Linked DNA regions of Mus musculus: region 1 is linked to region 2. A link is a contact called in public promoter capture Hi-C data. All regions are on one chromosome and are shown on one strand. Each heading gives the region's core, a stretch centred on a gene start, on an enhancer-like site or on the middle of the called end of the contact. The rest is flanking DNA. Distances are from core to core; before and after follow the strand shown. Region 1 overlaps Atp6v0d2 (ATPase, H+ transporting, lysosomal V0 subunit D2). Region 2 holds the start of Cpne3 (copine III).

Region 1 (6,132 bases), core at 3,388-5,887, 340 kb after region 2:
TTGAGGAAGGAACTTTGCAACACCTAGGCAGAGTCTGACATAAGCAACCCAAGAGGAAGACTGGCTAACTCTCCAGTTCAGAGGACTCCCCCCTCCATGATGGGAAGGCACTGGCAGATGAGAGCTTTTCCACTCACACTAGCTTAGGAGCTGGATCAGATACAGTTGTTCACACAGGCTCAACCCAAACTTCTCAAACCCTTTGTGAGCTGCGAAAGGCTCAACAGAAGTAAACGTCGTCTACCTGTACCTGAATGACATTCATCTGATCAGTCCACTGACAGCCTTGACATTGTAAAGGCAGGAAGGGGCCAGGAAAGGCAAGTCCTTAGAGACATGCCTCCCATTTCAAAATATTAATCCGTTCCTGAATTGAACTGTTGATTAGATCAGAGCGCCTAAGTTCTGGACATTGATGAAAAAAAATCTTTCAGACACATCTTCAGGTATGCTTGACTTATCTCTTGGCATCTTTCAATCCAATCTGATAGTCAAGATTAATTGCCAATATTGTCAGTCAACCTCAAAATATTATTGTAAGTTTGAGTGTGATAACAAGAGCATAATACCTACGAACATACAAAGCAGAGTTTGGAGAAAGGGGAACACAAAGTTTAACATAGCTAACTTGTCTGGAACCAGAGAGAAGGCTCTACAGGCATTTACAAATATGTTAGAACATTATTTATACTGGAAAAAATTGACAGTGATTGTAGAAAAGCTAATATTCTAAATGAACAGTGGTTTTAGTTCTTTAAAAATGAATAGAAAGAGAATGTAGAAAGATGTCAGGTAATGGTGAGATAAATGGTAACTTATTTACATTATATACTTCAATTCACATTGAACTTTCAGGTTTTTTAAAAATATACGAATAAGAATTACATTCTTATAAGTTATTCCTTCCTCTTGCTTAGACTGCAAGAGGAAACACTGCTGCCTGCTTTTCCTCAGTCATAAATCAGTTACTAAATTCAAAGAAATGCAACTTCTGAAAATGTTTAGCCACCATCCACTCTTTCCTATCTTGGCTGTAAAGATTTCCAGTACAAATTTAAAAAAATTCCCCAAATCTTTTATGCTTTAATTCTCATCTCCTGAACACATCTTTTACAATATCTCCCATCATTCTCCTCTGCAAAGTAGGAAGAATGAACAGGTAAAAGCCAATAAATAAATAATCAGAGATGTGGCATATGTAGACTATGGCTGCTCGGAGCACAGTACATGTGCTTAAGTTTCCAGCCACGTAGACTTGGGCGGCGAATGATTTGTCAGTGCCCCAGTGAACAGGTATGATAGCAGCAGTGGCAGTTATTGAAGGAGCCCTGTGGGCAACAGTCCTGAGGACTCCCCACTAGCCAGATGAGAAGAGAGCGTACTTACAGACTTTAAACTGTTTAGCTATTCAGCCAGCTGTGGCGGGAGCCTTCAATCGTTCTGTCTTATGTTCTCACAGCAGGAAAATACACCTTGTCATATAGCGTGGTGACCATCAAGTGAGGGGTACAGCTTGGCACACAAGAAGTACATGGACATGAGCATCTCTGTGAAAGACCTCCTTTTCTGGCTTTTACTTGGAGCAAAGCCCTGATCAAAAGCCACTCTTTTTTCCTCTTCCAGCCCCTCATCCTCTTTTTATGTCTGGGTCCAGATCCATAAGAAATGAGTTCCTATTTCTAAGCACTCTTTCCATGTCTCAGTTATTCCCTCATTGCAGGCACATTGTAGTTGTTGGTTATATTCTGCCTTCTCTGCAGATTGTCAGAGCTATTGCTCCAAGCCTATAAGCACCCCTGACTGACTGAACGCTCTGGTCTGTGACAGTTGTTGCCTTATCCTACCTTGGCTTTTCACCATTCAGGGACACATTTGCTTGCTTTATTCAGATAGGAGTTCTTAGTGGACCTGACTTAAGGTATTCATTGCCTGTCTAGACTGCTAAGGGCTTGCCTGACTTTAGAATTGCAAGGCTGGAGTCTGTAGAACCTGGACATACAGCACAGGGCAAAGCCTGCAGATGATCTGTAGGCCACTGCTGGGGTAGTCAAGACTTTGATTATCACTTATAAAGGAATCTTTAAAGATCTCTCCAGATTAACCTGAAATTCTCAGTCTCTTTCACCTAAATATCCAAGATTTCCCATTTCATTTATCCTCGTGCCCATGGTAAGCATCATTCCAGAACCACCCGCTCCATGTCCCAAATTTCCAGATGTTTAAGCAGGTAAAATGGGGTAGTATTTGTATGTACCCTGCATGAATAGTCTCATGACTTTATTGTAAATTCTAGATCACTTCTATCAGCTGATATAATATAATGCTATATAAATAGCTGTTATTTAAAGCTGCAGTAACAGCAAAAGTCTGTAGATGTTTAGTATGGTAGGTATAGTGTTTATCAGAATATTTTTAATCTGCACTTGGTGGAGGTCAAGCCTACTGCACAGGACCTAAAGGGTTTAATTTTCTGGTCACTGTATTAAAATTTTTTGACGACTTGGTAGCAGGATACTTTGAATTTTTGAGAGATTATTTTTTTAAAAATGGCTCCAAAAGAAATGAGCAGTTGAAACGCTTCTGGAAAGTACTGGGTAGGAAGGAAGAAAAATAAAACAATGTCAGCCTGTATTAAACAGTCTTCAGTAATGCGCTGTTGGATCTGTTCCTTTGTTTCATAAACTGTGCATAATTATAGTATGAAGAACCTTTAGATATTCTTGCTATGAAGGATTTAAAAATATCTGCTCCACATTTTCAAAATAAGTTTCTCATGTACAGTAATTATCTCATATAAAATGTGCAAAGCTTAAGATAATCAATTTAAATTTAGACTGTCTCTCTTAGGGTTGACTTTGACAGTGCTATAGTGTTGCCTCAAGATATTTCCTGCTAGTGCAAGATAGAATTCTGATTGTTGGAGGTGCATGGAGGCTAGATAGGCACTTGAATTCACAAAATATTTTGGAAGGAGTATAAGAAAAAATTTTCAGAACTCTTGGGACAACATTCCCCATTTGTACACAGTTGGTTATTGAAATTAATCTCTAAGCTCTGCAGAAAGTGGCTAGCTTCTGCCAGAACTGACATGCCACAGGATGAGGTGAGGGTGGGGGGGGAGCAAAACACAGATGGCTCTGTGGAAGGCAGATACAGTGGTCACATCTTCAATGTTAGCACTCAGGAAGCTGAGGCAGGTGAATTAAGAGATCAGAGTTACTTTGGGCTGCGTATCTAGTATAGTCTGAGCTACATGTTTGACCTAGTTTTTATATCTATCTATCTATATATGTATATGTATATGTATATGTATATGTATATGTATATGTATATGTATATGTATATGTATATGTATATGTATATCTATATCTATATCTATATCTATATCTATATCTATATCTATATCTATATCTATATCTACCTACCTACCTACCTACCTACCTACCTACCTATGGGTTGGTTCAGTGGTAGAGTTCTTGCCTAGCATAACGGTGGACTTAGTTCAATCCTACATTCCTGTAATCCCAGATCCTTGGGAGGTCTTTAAATTCTGAATCAGCCAGGGGGTTAGATAAGCCTGGCCATTAGTGGGCCTCTGTGTGAAAATAAAAAGTGAAATGGTGGAACCACGTGCTTGGGATAGAGGTTTTCTTTTCCTTTCATTTCTTAGAAAGAGTCCTACAGAGCTGGGTGTGACTACAGTGCCAAAGGTCTGTAATCCTACCATTCAGAGGTACAGTAAGGAAGAACACAAAGTCAAGGCCATCTTGAGCTACAGTGTGAGAGCATCTCAAGAAAAACAAAACACAACACAACAAAAAAACCCAAAACAAGGCAACACATGCTGGTACGTGCCTGTAATACAAGCAATTGGAAGGTGGAGACAGGCGGATTAGGAGTTCAAGGTTGTCTTTGAATACATACTGAGCTCTATGCCAGATGTGCTACATGAGACCTTGTTTCAAAAAACCAACCCGACCAACCAATCTCATAAAATGTTCCACACACACACACACACACACACACACACACCATAAATAAATATAAAAATAAAGATCATTGGGTCGGGGATGTTCTCAGTGGTAAAGCACTTGTCTAATATGTGTGAGATCCTGAACTTGATATTTAGCACCAAAGCATACAATAGTACTATAATAAATTGCAACAAACCAAGAAAATAGTTTTGCAATCTATTATTACTAAGACTAGTATATGAATTTACAAAGAATACATATCAATTAAAGTGTTCTATAAACTCTAACAAAATAGGTAAAGAATTAAGTCTAGCAACAAATAAATATCAAGTAATCAGTTTTACTCATAAATGAAAATCAAAAGGAGAAGTTGCTAGTTTTTAATCTATCAGAGTGGGAAATTAAAAAACAACACCAAATGCTTGCAATTATGTAGGAATGCAAGCCTCCTTATGTACTGTTTTGAAGGTTAAAATGGTGCTATTTTTGCTGTGAATAGTTTAGCAATATTTACCACAGTTAAAGATGCACATTCCTAACCTGAAGCCAGGGCATTGTGTGCTCAAGGAAGCTTGAGCTATACAGCGAGTCTGAGGCTACCTGTTTTAGATACAAGGAGCCTGTGTCACAAAACAAAGCAAGAAAATCACATTTTCTTGACTCAGCATTTCCAATGCTGCAAACTGAACTTGGAAATCAATTCCAGATGCACCTTGAGGACTGGGGATATGGCTCATTAACAGAGCAATTACCTTTCCTTGCAAATATAAGGCCTTGGGATTTGATCCTGAAGATCACCTAAAAGAAAGACCTTCACAGAAATTAGCTAATTGCAACTTATTTTTGCCATGGAAAGAGGTGAAAATAATTTAGCTGGTTGTGGAGAGATGACTAGTAAATGAAGTTGTGGCAAATTTAAAACACAGAATTACATGGTTCTTTAAGGAGAATGGTGTTCACAGGGATATCAGTAAGAAACATTGAGAGGAGAGAGAGAGAGAGAGAGAGAGAGAGAGAGAGAGAGAGAGAGAGAGAGAGAGAGAGAGAGAGAAAGAGAGAAAGAGAGAGAGAGAGAGAGAGGAGAAGAAGAAGAAGAAGAAGAAGAAGAAGAAGAAGAAGAAGAAGAAGAAGAAGAAGAAGAAGAAGAAGAAGAAGAAGAAGAAGAAGGAGAAAAGAGGAAGAGGAGAGGAGAGACAGAGAGAGAGAGAGACCCAGAAGGAAAGATGCTGTCTGTATACATCTGAAATATGGAGGGATGGTTAGGGCATGTGTTATTAGACACACTTGCTTGTAAATATTTTTATGAAAAAACACATAAGAAATTAAGAAGTGGTTACACTAGAGAGAAGAACTGGGTGGGGATTAAAGGGATATTAGAATAGGGCAATTTTTATGTTTTTCTGAATTCCAAGAAAGTTATAATTATGCCTCTGGATTTTTTCATTCTCCTCCTCTCTTCTTCATCTCTCTCCCTCTCCCTCCCTCTTTCTTCCTCCTTTTATGAAATGTGGGTCATAGAGCCCAGGGCGTTTCCCAGGTTAAAGAGTACTCTCCTACTGCACAACCAACTCAGCCATATTTTTTTTCTTGACAATATTATTCATGTAGTGTAGTTGATCCTTCAATATCACAATACAGTAGAAAATCTCCAAGAGCTGAGCCTTCCTTTATTTCTGGTCTTGTCTAGGACCAATGGCAGAAAGTTCACATTGATTTGCTCATACTAAGCTTCGGATGTAGTCCTATTTCTGAGGGGTATTTTCAAGTTGCCATTTTTTAGATTCAAATACATATCTCATATAATGTGAGAAGTCTTTCTGACACATTTTCTCTTCAATCCAAAGTCAGGTGCCATTGCAGTAAATCTCCAACCCCAATAAGCCCGTGCAAAAACCACACAACTCAGTTACAATATTTATGAGTTGAACACCTAGATTTCAGGTTTACCACTACACTATTCTATCACCCAGCTATGAGATCCATTGCTACTTGTGCCTTCTCTGGGCCATGTAGTTCTGTTCCATCTTCCTTTCACCTCCTCTTCCTCTGTCCTCCTCTCTCTCCTCCATCTCCTCCTCCTCTCTCTCCTCCTTCCCCTCTTCTCCCCTCTCTAAAACCTCCAGCTCCACCTTCCCTTCCACTGCCCAATCACAGGCTC
Region 2 (6,882 bases), core at 2,542-5,041:
TCTTCTGAGCTGCTGGGGAACAACACTGACATAAGGAAACTCTCACGTGAATGTGACTACAGGATAGAAAGGTGAACAAACGGAGTAGACTTAACAGCACCTCCCATCATAAGCAAGGCTGAGGAGACAAGCAGAGCAGAAGAGAAACACTGTAGGTGTTCCGCACTTTTAGGAATTGCAACAATTTCTTTTAACAATACCACCAGGAAACATTTGTTTAGATTTTCACTTCTTTTTAAAACATATGATCCCAAGCCAGGTGGTGGTGGCACAAGCCTTCAATCCCAGCACTCAGGAGGCATAGGCAAGACGATCTCTCAGGACTCCTCACAGGAGTTTGAGGGCAGCCCGGTCTACAGAGTTCCTGGGACTACACAGAGAAAGTCTTGTTTGAAAAAAAAAAAAAATCCCTATCTAGATGGAAATAAATTGCCACTCCTTCTCACATTTGCAAATAGGAATTTTACTGTAATATCATCTCAATGTTTAGAGGAACTGTAAAAGGAAAACTTCAGCCCTTTAAGTACCTGGGTGTGGTTACACATACTGATAATGCCAGCACTTGAGAGGCAGAGGGAGGAGGTGAATGCAATCCTTGCCTTTACAGCAAGTCTGGATGTTTCCCCCAGACTACACAAGAGTCTATATGAAAAAGGAAAGAGAGGGGAAGGTGGGGGGGGGAGGAACTGGGGAGAGGGGAGAGGAGAGAAGTGAAAGAGAGGAAGGGGGAGGCTGGACAGCGGAGGCACACAGCTTTAATTCCAACACTTAGGGGAGGCAGAGGATAGCTAGGGCTACACAGAAAAATCTTGTCTCAAATAAGTAAGAAAAAAATAAAAGAAAAAACAGAAAACAAGTTAATATGATGACACTATAAACCACACTATCCACATTGTTGCTTTGGTAATTTTTACAGGAAATAGACATAATATATCCATTTCATAAGATAGTGGTTTTACTAAACTGTGTAATATTTCCTTCTCATAGAGAAATTGTATTCATGTTCTATCTAATAGAAATTGGTATGATCGTAGTACTGTTAATTTTCATGTCTTTTTAAGGGTTATGATTCCTTTTAGCTGAGCTGTTATATTTTATTCTCTTTATGAGAATGAAAAGCCTCTCCAAAAAAAAATCTCTGTACCCTATTCCCAGCCTTTTTCAAATACATTTAAGCCAGTGTAGTATAACATAGCTACGCTATGGTTTAAATTTTGTTATCAGAATGTTATCAAAATGTGTATATAAGTTCCCTTCTTTATCAGTATGAAACTTAATGTTAAAAAGTTTATGATAAGTGGTCATTTAAGTTCTTTCTTGGCGACTCTTTTAACAAATCTTCTAGAGGTCTTCTACCTGGTTCATTTACACTTTAACCTAGGCAGCAGTATCTACAAAACAAATCAAGAACATTAAAACAAAACAAAACCACTTTAGAAGGAAGTTAGACTGTAACATAAAGGCCTCAGAAAGGACCTAACAGTGTAATGGATTCCTCAAGAGGCTGAGAACTAATGGAAGTGGTATTGATTCTTTCTAAAAGATCCACCAGCAAGATCAAACTTTGACAAAGAATTGTGCCTCATTTTGAATATTTAAAGGTCAAAATGTCATGAAATCATTTTTCACATCCAACATTATCTTTCTTAACTTATCTTTCACCGTTAGTGAAAGAAATTTTTGGAAAAGAGGTAGTTTAACAACTATAAATGGAATCTGAGGACAGCACCAAAAGACAGCAAGAAAGAAAACCCCACGAACCAAGGCATAAGAAGAGATGAGAGAGCACAGAGACAATATGAGCTGAGTGCTTGAGCAGATGCAGGTGCAGAAGAAATGTCACTGTAAAGAATGCTAAGAAATATTTTAATTAATTATTTGTTTATTTCAGTGTTGCAGGACTAAGCCCAAGGTCATCAGCTTGATAGACAAGTTCCCTTACACCAACCACGGTCACCAGCCCCATAAAATATCTTAATTTCCTTTGTTTGTTTGTTTGTTTGTTTTTGGTTTCCAACAGAGTTTCTGTATATAGCACTAGTTGTCCTGGAATTCCCTCTACATATCAGATTGGCCTCAAACTTAGAGACCTACCTGACCCTGCCTCCTGAGTGCTGGAATTAAGGCTTTATTTTATAGATCACTGTTTATAAATGTTCAAGTAAAATTAAAAGAGATGTCCAATTATCAACATGCCTTTGGAGGCAATGAATAATTTTGCTCCCCCAATTCTAGACGTCAGCTTTAGGGGATAGATCAGAGAAGAGATTCTGAAAGACAGTACTTCCTTCCCTTCCTGTGCCAGGCGTGTTTTAATCTAAAAACCAGAAATTCAGTTTTGTCTCATTAAGAGAGCTTCTGCATGGTCCAATCTTGGAGATGAGGCACTAGATTTTCAGGCTCGAGTGGGGTGCATTTTTCAACTCATCAGCCAAAAGGGGCCGCCTTTTAAAAAATATTCTCAAAACAGAGGGGGCAGGGTGAGGGGGAGTGTTGAAAAGCAGATAGATTCTGAGAATCCACTGTTGTCACTACAACTACCATCATCATTTATCTTATCGTTATTTATGTATCAGACACTTCGATGAGTGATCTACAAACATTTTATTTAGCCCTCACCACTCTGACACATCAGTGCTATATCCATTTTACAAATGTAGAAACACACCATAAAGGGTTGGGCATCCCACCCAAAGGTTAGACAGATAACAAAACCTCAGAACATACTTGAAACTAGACAGATAGTCACTGCCTTTCTTGTGAAATAAGATTCACTTACTTTTGTAAATCGTAAAGTATTAAAAAAAAAGTACAGACCACAATCGAAACCTAATGCTACCACTTTCAGAGGTGCCAAGTTTCATAAATTAATTCCAGTTTCCTGAGGAGTGAAAAAGATAATAGTCGCATTTATGCTTGTTGTGAGCTAACTATATATAAAAATGGTCTTAACACAGAGGTTGTGGGTCACTGCAAACCACTGGTTATTTTAATCCTACTTCACCCTCTGATTATTGGCGGCCACAAACACAACAGAAAGAAACAAAAGCTGATCGCAGTCAAGTGCATTAGCGCCAACACTAACGGTCACTATGCTCTCAAGTTTCTGACTGCAAAACAAGTAAGTGGCACTGCCCTTCCTTCGCGTCGCGTGTGCAGTGAGCCCAAAGCCCTGGACACAGGTGCAGGAGCTTGCTAGGACTTCACCCAGGCCCAGCTTTGCACCGAATTCAGTAGCACCTTTTCCCTCAGCACGCAGCCTTTCCTCCACCGTTCCCCCACACGACCGGTTCGTCTGGTTCACCAATCTTTCCCCGCTGAGCGGGACCGAGATTTCGGGGCTGTAACCCTTCGCCCCACCCTGCCCTTCCACTCGAGGCCCGCGGATCCCCGGCAGGGTTCTTCAGGTGCGCGAGCCGCAGGCCCAGGAGGCGCTCGCGGCCCCCAGGCTGACCCCCAGCCCCGGACTTCCACGGGCCGCGGACCCAGCACGCGACACTCGGGAGTCCCCAGAGTGGGCACCGGAAACCCACGGAGCACTTCCAGCGCCCGGGGCCCGGAGGGACGGGCCATGGAAGCCTGAGGGCCCTAAGTCTTCCCGCCCGGGACCGGCCCGCTTCCCGGGAGGCTGCAGGCTTGGGCTGGGACACACGGCTCCGGAGCTGGGAAAAGTCACGCACTCACGTGCTATATCGCCGCAGAAGTCGAGTGAGGGTGGAGAGCCAGCGAGGAGCACCGCAAGGCGGCAGGACCGCAGGGGCTTTACTGGAACCTGAGGGCTGGACCGCGGAGGGGCGGGGCTCGTGGGCGGAGTCCCGGAGCGGAGGGGCGAGGGCGGAGCTTGTGGGCGGGACCAAGGTGAAGTTTTGCTTTTGATAGGGAGCTTGCTGCCCAACCCATTTCAACCCATTTTCACTCCCAGTTTTCTTTGCTGCGCCTCAACCCGCTGACCTTTTAAAGAATTCTTACAAAACCCGTAATTGACTTTAGGCAGTAAAATATCTGATCTGGTCTGGGGGGGAGGGGGGGGGGGCTCGGAAGTGAAGAGCACTTGTTGCTCTTGCAGAGTTCCCGGTTTGTAGCTCACAAACATCTAGCACATTCCAGAGGATCTGGCATTCTCTTCTGATCTCCCCAAGGCAGCAGGCAGGTGTGTGTGTATGTGTGTGTGTGTGTGTGTGTGTGTGTGTGTGTGTGTGTGTACAAACATGCAAGCAAAACATTCATACATGCAAAGCAAAACAAATAAACCTTAAAAAAATAAAGAAAGAAAACAGATCTGGACAAGGAAATAGTGTGAAATGCCAGCTCTTAAGCATCCTTCTGTAGAGCGTACACCTTCCCAGAGTAATTTTACATGCTTATTTTATTTAATATATATTTATTTTATTTGGTCGTCACAAAAGCTTTGTTATGTGTTTAGCGCCACGTGCCTTTTCATAAGAATGGTGCAAGAAAATACTGTGAAATGTGGTAGGTAAACAGTTGTTCAATTTGCCTAAAGTCATCAGATTATGCTAATCTCAAAATGCCTATGGTGATGGGTACTCAAAGTCACATCCTTCTATTGAATGAAAATTTAAAATATCTGCTGGAAAAAAATGGGATAAAAATCAACAAAGACAAACGAACAGTATTACAAAAGTTACTTCACTTACATTGGTGAGGGGAAAAAGGCGGGGGGGGGGGGGGACACTCAATAGAAAGGACTAAAGAATGGAATGTGATATGTAAGCTTCCAGAGGAGAAAGGTCATCTCAGTCTTACCCAGCAGTGAACCCTAGAGCGCCAGTGATGAGCAGCCTGGAAAGACATGCCCTTTGTGCAATAGTGGCAGGAATATCATGGAAATAACTCACCACTTTCTGATTGGATTTAAGTTCCACTCCACTCCACAAAATGAAATCCATACCTGGCACTATTATCGAGGCAAAAACAACAGCTAGGCAGGTCACAGACCCAGGGGAGAATCTACTATAAATATTCTGCTCAATGGACAGAGTATCAAGTCAGCTCCTAATGGCTTTTCGTTAAACTCATAGATTAATGCACCTCTCCGCTCTCATCAGAGCAGCTTCTGTTTGCAGCCGTGGTGAACAGAGTCCCGCAAATGTCCAAGGCACAGAGGGTGAGACTAAGGAAAGCATACCCCTAAATGGGATAGTTGCATCATGCCCCCTCCTTCCAAGACCCAGCAGTGATCATTAAAGAAGACAGAAAGCAAAGAATGTAAGAGCTAGAGTCTTCTGGGCAGTTTTAAATGTGAGCTCACTGCAACTTTGACAGCCTGGAATGACCTGCAAAAGCTCAGGTTGGACAAATTCTCAGCATGGAGAGGGGCAATAGGTATAAAGTCTCACTCTTAGCTGTATATTAGTAATGTAGTAGCAACTGAAAACTGCTGGGAGAAAGTGAGTTTGTTTCCTTCAAGAGATTGCCTCTCGTAGGTCAACCATGCTCACCTTTAGTCTACTTTGGACATAGAAGGATCCAAAATAAGATGTAAATTAGATATGACCTAGTCATATAAAGCAAACATTCAAAATCCTTACAGTGGGAAGAGAAACTGCACTGCTAGCCACCTAACTTATCATTGTCCCTTACCTTTTACTTCCTCTTCCCTAATGGTCATAGATTTCCATCTACTTTTCCAGAGCAAAAATTTGCATGTTTATTTTACTCTACACAAAATGCTGTGTCCCTAACACCCCTCATGACTCGCTTCTTTGGGTATTAACTCAAAAGTTCTGAGTGAAGCCTTCTCTGGCCATTATCCAGGTTAGGATTGCAATGTTTGGCTGAGGTCATAGTTCAGTTATAAAGTACTAAATGCCTAGCACAAACAAGGCTCTGTGTTCAGTACTGGACATTGAAAGGGGGGAAAATTAAAATAGAATTGCAAACATTTACAGAAATACATCTGTAGCCCTTTCTCCTTCACCTTCCTAGCTGGCATTTTGCACCATCTATCAGTACATATACTTAAGTATCTTACAAGTGTTTCTACTTTTCTGATTACTAGAAGGTAGAAGGTATATTATATTTAAAAAAGGGAGGGGGCATGGTGCTGCTAGGTGTGAGTGGAGAAGGCCCACTGTAACTATGAGGGAGAGCATAGTAGGATGCATAGTAGGGTAGGGGGGAGGGTATGCCAGCCAGGATGGCCTGTAATAGGTAGTTGCTGAGAACCTGGCTACCAGCATCTGCTCTGATATGTTAAATGGGCATCTCAGTTAGCCATTTGTCTAGGGTTTGAGATCTACCATTACATATACACAATACACATTTATTGAATGAATGGAAAAAGTATAAAAAAATTTAACCCTAGTATAATTGAAAAAAATCAGTCATTGAGATTATAGCATAATGAAGGCATATGTTACTAGTTCCTCCAAAATATAGTCCAAACCATTGCAAAAGTCAAATTATGAATTAATAAATGGAAATATATTTAGGAGGAATAAGGAGAAGTTTCTTTGAGGAAGTGACACACTGATAATGGAAAGATAAATTGAAATGAGCCAGGTAAGAAATATGAACTCATATGAGGAAAGGAAGATGGCATCTGATAGTATAATATGAAGGAATAGTGGCAGAGAAAATATCATGTAAGGAAGCCTTTGGCCCATTGTAGGGTAAGAAAAGGCAGTGGACCTGAGTGAGATAGACACATATGGTATGTGGGGAGGGGGAGAGGAGTCAGGGAATGAACCACAAGACTCGGGAAAGATAGCAGATAGTATAGTCTGTTTGCCAGGCTCTTCCTTTTATTTACTTTTCTAACAGGGTTAGGGATCAAACCCAAGGCCTTTTACATACTAGCACTCTCCCAACATGCTACATCACCAGCTCTTTCAATCTTCTTCTTGAACAGATCCCATT

Evidence for each region. Promoter capture Hi-C pulls out the DNA fragments that hold promoters and counts their contacts.
Region 1: a promoter capture Hi-C map of second pharyngeal arch cranial neural crest shows a contact between it and region 2. The contact joins the enhancer-like site here to the promoter of Cpne3 in region 2. A contact is called at or near these places in 17 of 39 promoter capture datasets (the C10 cell line, the HPC-7 cell line, cranial neural crest and 8 more), 1 of 15 datasets of contacts at CTCF or cohesin (embryonic stem cells), 20 of 484 Hi-C or Micro-C datasets (B cells, the C10 cell line, the C3H10T1/2 cell line and 16 more), 29 of 115 datasets of contacts at active chromatin or transcription factors (CD8 T cells, the SCID.adh cell line, Th17 cells and 17 more) and 4 of 9 other capture datasets (adipose tissue, bone marrow-derived macrophages, embryonic stem cells and 1 more).

Annotation. Positions count from the first base shown.
Region 1 is chr4:19,903,219-19,909,350 of GRCm38.p6, forward strand. All of the region lies in intron 2 of Atp6v0d2 (ATPase, H+ transporting, lysosomal V0 subunit D2), which reads right to left. Among named protein-coding and RNA genes, the nearest start is that of Atp6v0d2, 16 kb to the right of the region's middle. Within about 2 kb of position 4,638, at least 2 of the 459 cell types and tissues checked have an H3K27ac peak or open chromatin away from gene starts, as enhancers often do. A contact at or near this core is called in second pharyngeal arch cranial neural crest, where this site is marked.
Region 2 is chr4:19,566,317-19,573,198 of GRCm38.p6, forward strand. It overlaps Cpne3 (copine III), which reads right to left and starts at 3,792. Exons shown (of 16, transcript NM_027769.3): 1 at 3,685-3,792.